Regions from separate parts of the Sus scrofa genome. Here all the other regions are linked to region 1. The links are chromatin contacts, called in public HiChIP or PLAC-seq maps. All regions are on one chromosome and are shown on one strand. Each heading gives the region's core, a stretch centred on a gene start, on an enhancer-like site or on the middle of the called end of the contact. The rest is flanking DNA. Distances are from core to core; before and after follow the strand shown.

Evidence for each region. HiChIP or PLAC-seq counts read pairs in DNA pulled down with a chosen protein or histone mark.
Region 2: a contact with region 1 is called in an H3K27ac HiChIP or PLAC-seq map of skeletal muscle, with 3 times the contacts expected there. The contact joins two enhancer-like sites. A contact is called at or near these places in 5 of 47 Hi-C or Micro-C datasets (embryonic fibroblasts, fetal liver, liver and 1 more) and 1 of 2 datasets of contacts at active chromatin or transcription factors (skeletal muscle).
Region 3: an H3K27ac HiChIP or PLAC-seq map of skeletal muscle shows a contact between it and region 1, with 4 times the contacts expected there. The contact joins two enhancer-like sites. A contact is called at or near these places in 1 of 47 Hi-C or Micro-C datasets (fetal liver) and 1 of 2 datasets of contacts at active chromatin or transcription factors (skeletal muscle).

What each region holds. Positions count from the first base shown.
Region 1 is chr6:9,744,035-9,747,420 of Sscrofa11.1, forward strand. All of the region lies in intron 5 of WWOX (WW domain-containing oxidoreductase), which reads right to left. Among named protein-coding and RNA genes, the nearest start is that of WWOX, 130 kb to the right of the region's middle. Within about 2 kb of position 1,692, at least 17 of the 83 cell types and tissues checked have an H3K27ac peak or open chromatin away from gene starts, as enhancers often do. A contact at or near this core is called in skeletal muscle, where this site is marked.
Region 2 is chr6:9,307,512-9,310,897 of Sscrofa11.1, forward strand. The region is part of intron 8 of WWOX (WW domain-containing oxidoreductase); the gene reads right to left. Among named protein-coding and RNA genes, the nearest start is that of WWOX, 560 kb to the right of the region's middle. Within about 2 kb of position 1,755, at least 17 of the 83 cell types and tissues checked have an H3K27ac peak or open chromatin away from gene starts, as enhancers often do. A contact at or near this core is called in skeletal muscle, where this site is marked.
Region 3 is chr6:9,323,862-9,327,247 of Sscrofa11.1, forward strand. The region is part of intron 8 of WWOX (WW domain-containing oxidoreductase); the gene reads right to left. Among named protein-coding and RNA genes, the nearest start is that of WWOX, 550 kb to the right of the region's middle. Within about 2 kb of position 1,485, at least 11 of the 83 cell types and tissues checked have an H3K27ac peak or open chromatin away from gene starts, as enhancers often do. A contact at or near this core is called in skeletal muscle, where this site is marked.

The sequences.
Region 1 (3,386 bases), core at 442-2,941:
GATAGAGGCAGAAGAACAAGAGGTACAACCTGTCATGTATAAAATTATTAAATAAGCTGTAAGGATGTAGCACACAACGTGGGGAATATAACTTTTATATTAACTATAAATGGAGAATAACTTTTAATCATTGGGAATCACTGTATTGTACACCTACTTATCATGTATCAACTATACGTCAATAAACTTCAACTATACTTCAATAAACTTTTTTTTAAAAAAGATACATGCACCCCAGTGTTCACTGCAGCACTACTTACAACAGCCAAAAAAATGGAAGCCACCTAAATGTCCACGGACAAAGAAATGGATAAAGAAGTGTATTTATACATACACATATATAAATGAGGGAATATTACTCAGCCATAAAAAAAGAATGAAAAAAATGCCCTTTGAAAGAACATGGACGGACCTAGAGATTATCATACTAACTGAAGTTAGACAAATACCATGTGATATCACTTGCATGTAAAATCTAAAAAAAGGGATACAAATGAACTTATTTACAAAACACAGAGACTCACAGACTTTGAAAACAAGCTATGGTTACCAAATCAGAAAGGTCGGGGAGAGGGCTGGACTGGGGTTGGGGACTGGCACATGGTACAGGAAATGGATGGGCAGCAGGGACCTGCTGTAGAGCCCAGGCCATCTCCTCAACAGTCTGTGATAACCCACGTGGGCAAAGAATCGGAACAAGAAGGGCTGCTGTGTGTACACGTATAACTGAATCGCTCTGTTGCAGCAAAGAGATGGTCACAACCTTGAAAATCAACTAGACTTTAAACAAGAAGAGCTAACGACAGTGAGGCGCATCCCCTTCCAGAAACACACACACACACACAACCATGAAAGGCCACAAACCGAGAATGACAAGCACGGCCACGCTCCACTTTAAAGTCCGGAGCTATCTGAAGACAGGAGACTTGGCACAGCCCTTTCCTCACCAATAACAACAATAAATATTTCATAATAATTTAAAATTAATTATGAATGAGGCACAACATTTTCTTCCATCACCTTTACCAACTTCGTAACGTGTGTGTGTGTGTGTGTGTGTGTGTGTGTGTATTTTCTTATTTTAAAGCCGACGGGTATGGGGTAGGGGTTTCTTTTCCTTCCCATCTTCTCTTGACAAAAGGACCCACTGTCAAGTCAACCGTTTTCCAGGTCACCCAGCAGGAAATTAGAAGTGGTGTTGTTATCCTAATCACTGGGGTAAAAAAATAAAAATAAACAAACCAACCTGTATCCAAGATCCTGCTGTATCAACTCAGTCGGGGTTGGTTTTTTTAAGTTGGATTTAATTTTGAAATCCCTTACGTTAGGAGACCTGTGGGTCATTTTACTTCTACTTTTACAATAGAGACCTGTGGTTCTTTTTCCCCCGATCAATCCAACATACAGTGACTTGTGGTCAATGCATAATAAAATCAGAGTTAGCTTTTGACTTGGGAGAATTATAAGCATTTTGTTTCTATGGTTTCCTAGTTCTTCAATTTCGAAAATGCCTTATCAAGTCCAAGACTTCCCAAAATACTGGAGTTTTAGAGAATACTCTTTTTCAACGCTTTGAAAACGAAACAGGCACGATGGAACAGCAATCTCGGCTATTGAGTAACTTGTAAACCCTGCCGAGACATACAAAAACAAGGCCGCTGGAGCCAGCGCCCTGGGGCGAGGCCTTGGCCCCAGCACCACACCCGTGAACTCCTGATGACCCTCAAGTATCCCCGTGTGATATATCACAAACACTAGAACGCAGTGTTGTAATTACAGGGAGCAATTGATTTTTAAAGGCCTGTATGGAAATTAATACTCATAAAAATAGCATAACCTGAACCAGAGAATTTAGGGATTAGAGCATTCTGAATGTTAGACTTCAAATTTCTAAAGGCTGCGTATGAGTTAGCATTCACAAAGCTTTTTAAAAATGGAACCGCTGTGTGCATGCTCGATTCATTCATAATCCAGGAATTTTTTTAAATGGGTCTTATGTTCTCCTAACATAATCAGGATGCTGGGCCCGCGCCCCTTCTTCCTGCAGGCAGCTTAGAATGTCAGGGCGCACAGTACCTGCAGAGAGAGACGAGGAACGGGGGCCCATCAGGTAGTAACTCCTGGGCCAAGCACTGGGGGCGCCTGTTTGCTGGGGAGGGAATCAGCGCAGAGGCCCAAGGAGAAGAGAACACTGACAGGTTCTGGCGGATTAAGGGGCATCTTGGTGTGAAAAGTGAATCATCAAGGGAGAACGTTTTAAAGTCTTAGTTAAGCTGAAATGGTACCTATTCATAGAACGGAGTCCATTCGTGGAGGGAGAATTCCAACATGAGGCTGCCAGGCCACCACAGCACCTTAAAAATATCCTTCATGGGGTAACCTTCATGTTACCATGGGGAAGGCAGCCCTCGAAAAGAGGTAGACCAACGTGTACAACGATGAAATGGCAGTTAAGCACGCTGGTCACTGACGAGGTTTGGACAGCATTTCAGGTATGTGAAAACACAGGAAAACACCACGCCAGTGTCTGACTTAGAACCTGGACTGCTTCCAGCTGAAGGGACCACTCCCTGCCAAAATGGTAAGTATCTCTTCCTGGCCTTCCCTTCCACACGCCTCTAACAGGTAGTGGCCCCAAAGGAAGCCAAGGGCTTTAGAAATAAACAAATACAGATATTCATTCCTTCTGAATTTCCAAATCAATGACAGAACGTGAAAATAATACTTGAGAAGCACTTCCCGTTTTTCAAAGGATTTTTATAGATCTTATGCGGTCTTCCAAAAGCGAAAGTAAATTCAAATTCAAAACAAATAATTTTATTCCTCTCATGTGTGTGCGCGTGAATATTTATTCCCCCCCCCACACACACAGAGAGCGAGAAACCCTGGAGATAGTCTCCCAGTTTCCCAAAGGGAGCTTTTCTTATCGCTGCCCCAAATCTGCAGGAACAAGGATTTCTTCCCAACACTGAGCTCCTCCCTCTTATCACCTAAGATTCACGTCGGAAAACCCTTGACGTCTCGACTTCTGAATCCCTGATGGGAGACGCCAACACGAATGTGTTCCAGTCACAACCAAGCAAGAGGTGGGAAGTAGAGGTGACTGTCCAATATCATGTGCATTTATTCATTTCGGATAAACAAGACCCACAGAGACACTCTCTTGAGAGGTCCGGCCTTACTGCTGGGAGGTAATGAATAGAGAGCCAGGTCTGGTTTTGACTTCAATCACCCTAACGCTATTTCTCCCTGTTGAAGAACTGAAATTCTTAACTCTTGCTACTCTTGGGATTCTCAGGAAAGTGATTCTGAGTCTATGGGTGAAATACTGCATTCTTAAAAAAAAAAAAAAAAAAAAAAGACACTTCTTTGTACTTTCCAACTCT
Region 2 (3,386 bases), core at 505-3,004, 440 kb before region 1:
TGGCAAAGATAACCAGTGGGACCAGCAGGAGAGGCTGCGGCGGCTGGTCCAGGTGAGGCCCGGGCCCCACACGGCATCCCTCTGGCAGCAGGTGTGGGCGCAGCAGGAGCATCCAGGGGGCTGACAGGGCCTGGGTGTGGTCCAGGGCAGCACCACTCACGGTGTGGTCCTCAGGACTGGCTGCTCAGCATCACCCAGAAGTCTGTCAGAAATGCAAATTCATGGGCCTCTTCTAAGTCAGAACCTCCCGGGGCCAGAGCCCAGGAATCAATGTTTTAATAACTCCCCAGGTGTTACTCGTGCCTGGCAAGGTGTTCTTAGGGTTGCACTCTTACAGAAACCTGAGCTCGCAGAGCAAGAGTTTTCTGAATGCCTCTGAGAGGCTCTCTTCATTCAGTCCTCCCAGCCTAGTCTAGGCACCTAGGCTCCCACACCTTTGACCGCAGAGGGTTCCCCTCCCAGCCCACCCACTTGGAGCTCCTCGGGACACCTGTGCCCTAAGCTTTTCCAGGGAGACGTGCATCTCCCCGAATGGACTCCCCCCGGGATGAGGTCGTGGCTCCGTCATTCCTTCCCTACACCTTCACATCCTCAGAACCCCGGCAGTCCTTGGTGCTTATCACCCACTAGCAGCCAAGGCAGGTAAATTTCCTCCATGAAATCTCTTCCCCATTCCTTCCAGCTCCAGCATCCCCAGTCCGGGATGGCTTCTCCTACAGAGCTGCCCAATTGTGGCTCTGGTTTCTCTCTGTGTCAGTCCCTCCTTGGTCTGTCACTCTCCTCTGTCGTGAGCCAGGTCTTACCTAGAACCTCCAGTATTGCTAGCTCTTCATAAGCAGATGTCTATACCGGAGAGGCACAACTGAAATATTGGCGTTTGTGAAAGCGATTATTTTTTAAGAACTCTGCTGTCCCCGCAGTCAGCCCAGGACACAGCAATGGCAAGAGATCGGACCTCTGTGCAAAGGTTCGCCAAGTTCCCGCCATCATGCTGGCATCACCTCCCTGAATCCTCACGGGATTGGGAAGAGGTGCTAGTCTTGCACCCATCTTGCAGATGGGGAAACTGAGGCTCAAACGGCCTCAAACAGTTGGTCCAAGGTTATCACAGGTCATGTGGGGGAGCCAGGAATCAAAAGAGGCAGCATGGCTTTTGAACCCACGCAGTTATTCACCAGTTTACAGGGCAGTGCAATACAGGAAAGGGACGAGCGATGCAGGGAATGTCGGCACGAGAGGCGCAAAGAAGGGGACGCGATTTCTGGAGAAGTGGGTGACTGGTCTGAATGGAAGGAGCTCTGACCCTCCCAAGCCACTCCTGGAAGAGGCATCTCCCCAGAACAATAAGCGCCCCCCCCCGCCCCGAAATTCCTGCCACGTGGGGCTGGAGTAGCGGGCATCTAGGGTGAAGCTCTTGGAGGAGTGGGGGCTCACCAGGTTCAAATACGCCCACTGAAAGGCCGAGCTGGCTGGGGTGGGAGGCGCCCCCACCCCCCACGGAAACTACCCGCTGTGGCAGGAACGTGGAGCTATCTGATGACCCCCGGCCACATTGTGAAACAGGCATGGGCCGGAAGACTGAAAGCTACACGGCCCCCCCTAAACTGCTGGGAGCGGGAGAAACATGGTGACTTCTCAGCAGAGCTGACGGACAGATTTGCATCCCAGAGCAGCAGCTGATCCTACTCAGATGGCCACTTCTGGATCCCCCGGAGCACACAGTTCACGTGTCCTGTGCAGCTGGTGCCACTCCAAGCACGATCTGGGCAGAAGCCCAGACATATCCCGGCCCACAACGGACAGAAGGCGGAGGGAGGGAAGGGCCTTTCTGACTCAGCGGAGGGAAAGGCAAGGGACGGGAGTCTCGGGCACTGGGGACTGCACAATCCTGTACAAACTCACCTTGCTGCACAACCACGAGCAAGGAGAGAGACAGCGCCACTGTGCCAACAAACAGGATCTCAATATGTCTTATCTGCAAGTTAGGGAAGTGAGTCAAAATCAGAGGGGTTCAGAGAACAGCCCAAAGAACCGAGACAAAATGCATGAGTACCAAAGTAACAACTTTGTTGAATAAATACTGTATTAAGGTGCCTACTATGTGCAGGGCACTGGGCTAGGTGCTGGGCATACAGTGGTGACCAGGATAGGCTTGGCTTCAAAGGCAACAACTGAGCATTGAAAAACACCTGTCAGAGAAACAGGGATTTAGAAATTTGGAACATAGCCTTACCGTATTCTATGTGAAAAAGGGGAGTTGATGTCTGTGTCCGACTCAATGGCGGATGCCTCTTTGGATTATGAACCGCTTGTGCTCAGAAGCTGTCCCTGGGCCACTGCCTGGTGCCTAGCAGATATTGACTGAGTGCTGGCTAAGCTGAAAACACGTGAATAAATCCTACCATAAACATGTGGGAGTCAAAAAAGAAATCACACAGGTAATGTTTAAATGAGAAATAATACAATATACCAAAATGGGTAGGATGCAGCTAAAGAGGTACTTAGAGGGAAATGTGTAGCTCTGAAGTAACCATATGGATGAGGTTAAATGACCAATGATCTCCTGGTCCTTGACTGTGAGGCCTCCAGATGTGGGAATTGTTTTTGCAAAGTGACCTTCATATCCTCAGGGCGTAGAATGGTGCTCAACACAAAGTCAGGGCTTGGGGCAAAAATCCTTTATGAGAAATGTTGCCTCGTGCTTCCCGGATGTCACACTCAGTTGGGCTTCTGCATTTGGAGAACTATTGTTCACCTGGTCCACGCACATTCCCCTCCACACACACTGGAGAAAACCCTTCCAGGCCTTTTGTTTTTGCTGTTGTTTGTTGCCTACTCAGCTTTCGATAATAGCGGACATTTATTAAGCTGAGTGTCAGTCATTGTGTTGGATCCCTCACAGTATCATTTCATTTGATCTGTACAACAAGCAGGTACTACTATGATTCCTCTAAAACCATAACAGTACTTGCTTTTTGTGCAGATATAGAAACCGATACAGAAACTAACGCCCAGAGAGGTTAAGTAACTTGTCCCACATCACACAGCTGGGAAGTGGTGGAACCAGGACTTGAAACCAGACAACACGAATCCAGAGCTGCTCTTCTCAACCACAGTCAATGACTGCCTCCCACTCGGTTAGGAATAAGCACCAACAGATGGTTCTCCTGGTAAAGTGCCCTCCTCTGTGTTCTCTGAACAGCTGGTGACTACTGTTTTGATTACACAGCCACGCCCACAGGGTTGGTGGTCTGCTGCCCTGTGTTCTGAGTTTCTCATGACAGGGGCTGGGTTACTGTCACTGCAGCCTCCCCAGAGGCTCCAGGCACAGGCGTTGCTCAAGTGCTGTCTTCTCAACACACATGGCGGTGGGGGTAGAAGTGAAC
Region 3 (3,386 bases), core at 235-2,734, 420 kb before region 1:
ATGTTGACTAGCCTCTGCCCAGCTGCGCCCACAGCACCTCCCCTTAAGCTGGGCAACACTCGTGAGCTGATGCTCTAGGGAGGAAGAGACGGCCAGTGAAGGAGGAACGAACGCATCCATAGAGCGCTCTAAGTGCTCGGCAGGAAAGAACCAGCGTGGGCTGGGAGGGACGGGGGTGAACCAACGCCCCCACTTACTCATCTTGCTTAAGCCTCTCTGAGGTGCAACACCTCGTGTGTACACGGGGAGGCTAATGAGAGTACCTGTGTCACGGGGCTCTAACGAGATGCTGACGACATAGTCTCGCGTAGAATGGGAGCGCTTTGTCAATAGTGAAATGACAGTGATTATATTGCTTTTATTTAGATAGAGGGGTCAGGGTCGGCCTCTGAGGACGTGATCTTTGAACTGAGTCAGAAAGATGAGACAGCATCATCAAGAGGAGCAAGGTGTGCAAAGGCCTTGAGGCAGGTGCAGGCTGTGTGCGTTTGAGGAACGGAAAGAAGACTGGACTGGCTGGAGGGGACAGGGCAAGACTGGGCATGGTGTGAAATAAAATCTGCAAGGTGGGCAGGACTCCAGGCCTGCAGGACAAGCGAGCCGGGTACAGAGCGTAGATTTTTATCTTAAGTAGAGCGCCGAGCCACTGGGGTGTAAGGGCACAGCTGATACAATACTGCTGAGTAACAAGCAACCCTGAAACCTCAGGAGTTCACAAGACCACGTTTCTTTCTCTCCTATGCTGGGCTCTGGGCTGGTGGGGAGGGTTGCCCAGCATGAGCTGGGCTTGGCTGAACTTGGTCCCCAGTGGAAAGTCAGGTTCAGGTCTTCCTTACCTTTCTCATTCGGAGGCTCCAGCTGCAGAGGCACCGGACATGAGAAAAGTGCAAGGGGCAAAAACCCAGTCATGCAGCCCATTTCGAGACTCCGCTCGCAGCGTGGTAGCACAGATTCCACGGGCGAAACAAAGTCACATGACCTGCTCCTGGAGCAAGGAGGTTCGTCCCACCCATCACGACGCCCTGGCCAGGGTGGTGGTCAGATATGGGAATCTCCTGCTTTTTCAAAGTCTTATGCCACCTTCCAGAAGACCTGTATTAGTACCTGTGTCCTCTAGCTGAGAGAAATCCCAAGAGGATATGGAACACAAACGCGAAGCGCACACGCGACGCTCAGGGTCTGTCTGGCAGAGAGCCAGTGGAGGCAGCAGGTGCCGCACCGTCCAGGCTCCTTCCCCGGAACCACACTCAGCATCGCAGCGCCAAGCGCGGCAGCCTTGGACTGTGTCTGTGAGCTTGTCCTGTGCAGCCTTTAGCAAGAGGTGTCCTGAGGTACCTGCTTCCGCATTTTCGCCGTCGGAGTTTACGAGAGTTTCCTGGGAATCTCTATGTTCGGAGAGTGGGAGGCAGAGCCACAGAGCCCGAGGTACCCACGGCGCACAGCAAACACGGTGAGCGGGCCAGAGCCTGGCAGAGTTGTGACTGTCACCACTGTGAGCACCATCCCTTTCCCCACAACTCTCAGCACCAGCTGGACTCGGCCCCGTTTTTAACCAAAACAAGTCAGCGTTCCGCTGGACCCCACTTTGAAGAGTCGCCAAATGGCCCATGGGCTGTCCGATCAGAAGGAAGGGATGCCCTTGGACAAATCACAGGCTGGTCCGTGCCATCTCAGCACTGGCCTTCTGGAAACTTCCACCCTTCTCAGAAACAGCCCTCCTGGGTTCTGCTTGAGAGAAGAAACACGATCTGGGCCTGCCTGGGAGCCTCCTCAGCCTTGGCACTGGGCTCAGCCTCACGGTGGCTCAGGGAGGCAACAGGAACTGTTTGCATCCCCTGGCAGGGACCTGGAAGCTGCACATGCCTCGCTGGGTTCAAGTACAACGTCTTTCGTGAACGGCACGACCGGGCATCGCCTGGTATATTTTACCTGCGATCCAGCCCCTCTACCCAGCCTCTGCTCTGGCCTTGGAACTACATGAAAGGGTTAAAAAGAGAGCCAAAGAGAGAGAGAGAGGAGGAGAAATAGATGGGGAGGGTGTGGCAGTGAGGGGGTGGGTGTCCATGAAAATTTATGTGCTGAAAAACAGCTGTAAAACGTTTACTGTTTCAATGACGGTTTTATGTTTACAATAAAAAGTCCTCCAGCCAAGCAGGGCTTTGAAATGTTACATCTCCAAGCGGATCCAAGAAAAAGAGGCTCTGGGAGAAGATTCCCGCAAGCCCCTCTCTGGGGAGGGACCCCCAAACAGGACCATTAAAAAGAGGTCCCCCCAGATGGCACCTTTCAGCACCTGGCTCAGCTGTGCGTGAGCAGGGGGAGAAAGGCCAGGATACACAAGCAGGAAAAATAAGCTCGTTTTTTTCAAAGCCAAGTACCCGTGGCGAGAAGCCCTGGAAACTCAGGCTTTGGAAGGGGGTGGCGGAGGGACTGGGGGAGGGAGGATGGCCAGCTCAGCCAAAGCTGGCTAAAAAATCTGACTGCGATCCATCAATCACTAACAGGAACTGATCGAGTGCCATGAAGGCTGACTTCTTCCAGGAAAGAGCCTGGGGGAAAGGACTTTGGCTTTGACAAAGAGACGCAGGTTCAAGTCCAGACTCCACCCTGACCTGGCTCCATCTCCTAAGGTAAGTTCTTTGTCCTCTCAGGCCCTTAGTTTCTTCCTCAAGAAATTCCAAATGGCAAGCATTGTTGGCCCCCTTGGAACAAACGGTTATGTGCCAGGGGGGCAGGGGCAGGCAAGGCGCCAGGGAGGCTGGGGCTGGGGTGGATCGGATCAGGGCAGGCTGTGAGCATGAGGTGGAAGGCGGGGGCTGTTAAAGCTTTGGGAAAAATGTGAGTTTTGTTCTCTGCTCAATGGATGACTTTAGTCAAGGCACCACATAGGTTTTTGGGTCAAGAAGCCCATTTTACTTTTTATCTCTTTAGGAATTCCTGTTTTCCACTTTGCATTCAGCTATGGGAAATGCAGTGTACCCCAACCTGGTCCTTCTTGTCACCTCTGCACACAGGGCACCTGCAGCTACTCAAGCAAGTAAATAAAAACCCCAAAGCATGTGCAGCTTCTCAGACACACCCTGCCATTTTGAGCCTAGGAGCTTTATAAGTTCTGTTTCCTTCCTCCTCTAACAAACTCCTACTCAGCCCTCCAAACCCAGCTGAAGTAGCACCTTCTCAGCTGTGCCGAATACCCCTGCACAGTGTTCTGATAGGGCACACTGCTTTCTTGCACCCCAAGTCCCATCACACTGCCTTAAAAAATCTACTACTATCCTAATTTCTTCTCTAAACGATGCTTCTTGAGGGTGGCTGAGTCTCAGTCACCTCGTAACCCCTGTGTGTAGTGCTGGGCATGATGGCGGGAAGAACCTGCTACTGAAAGG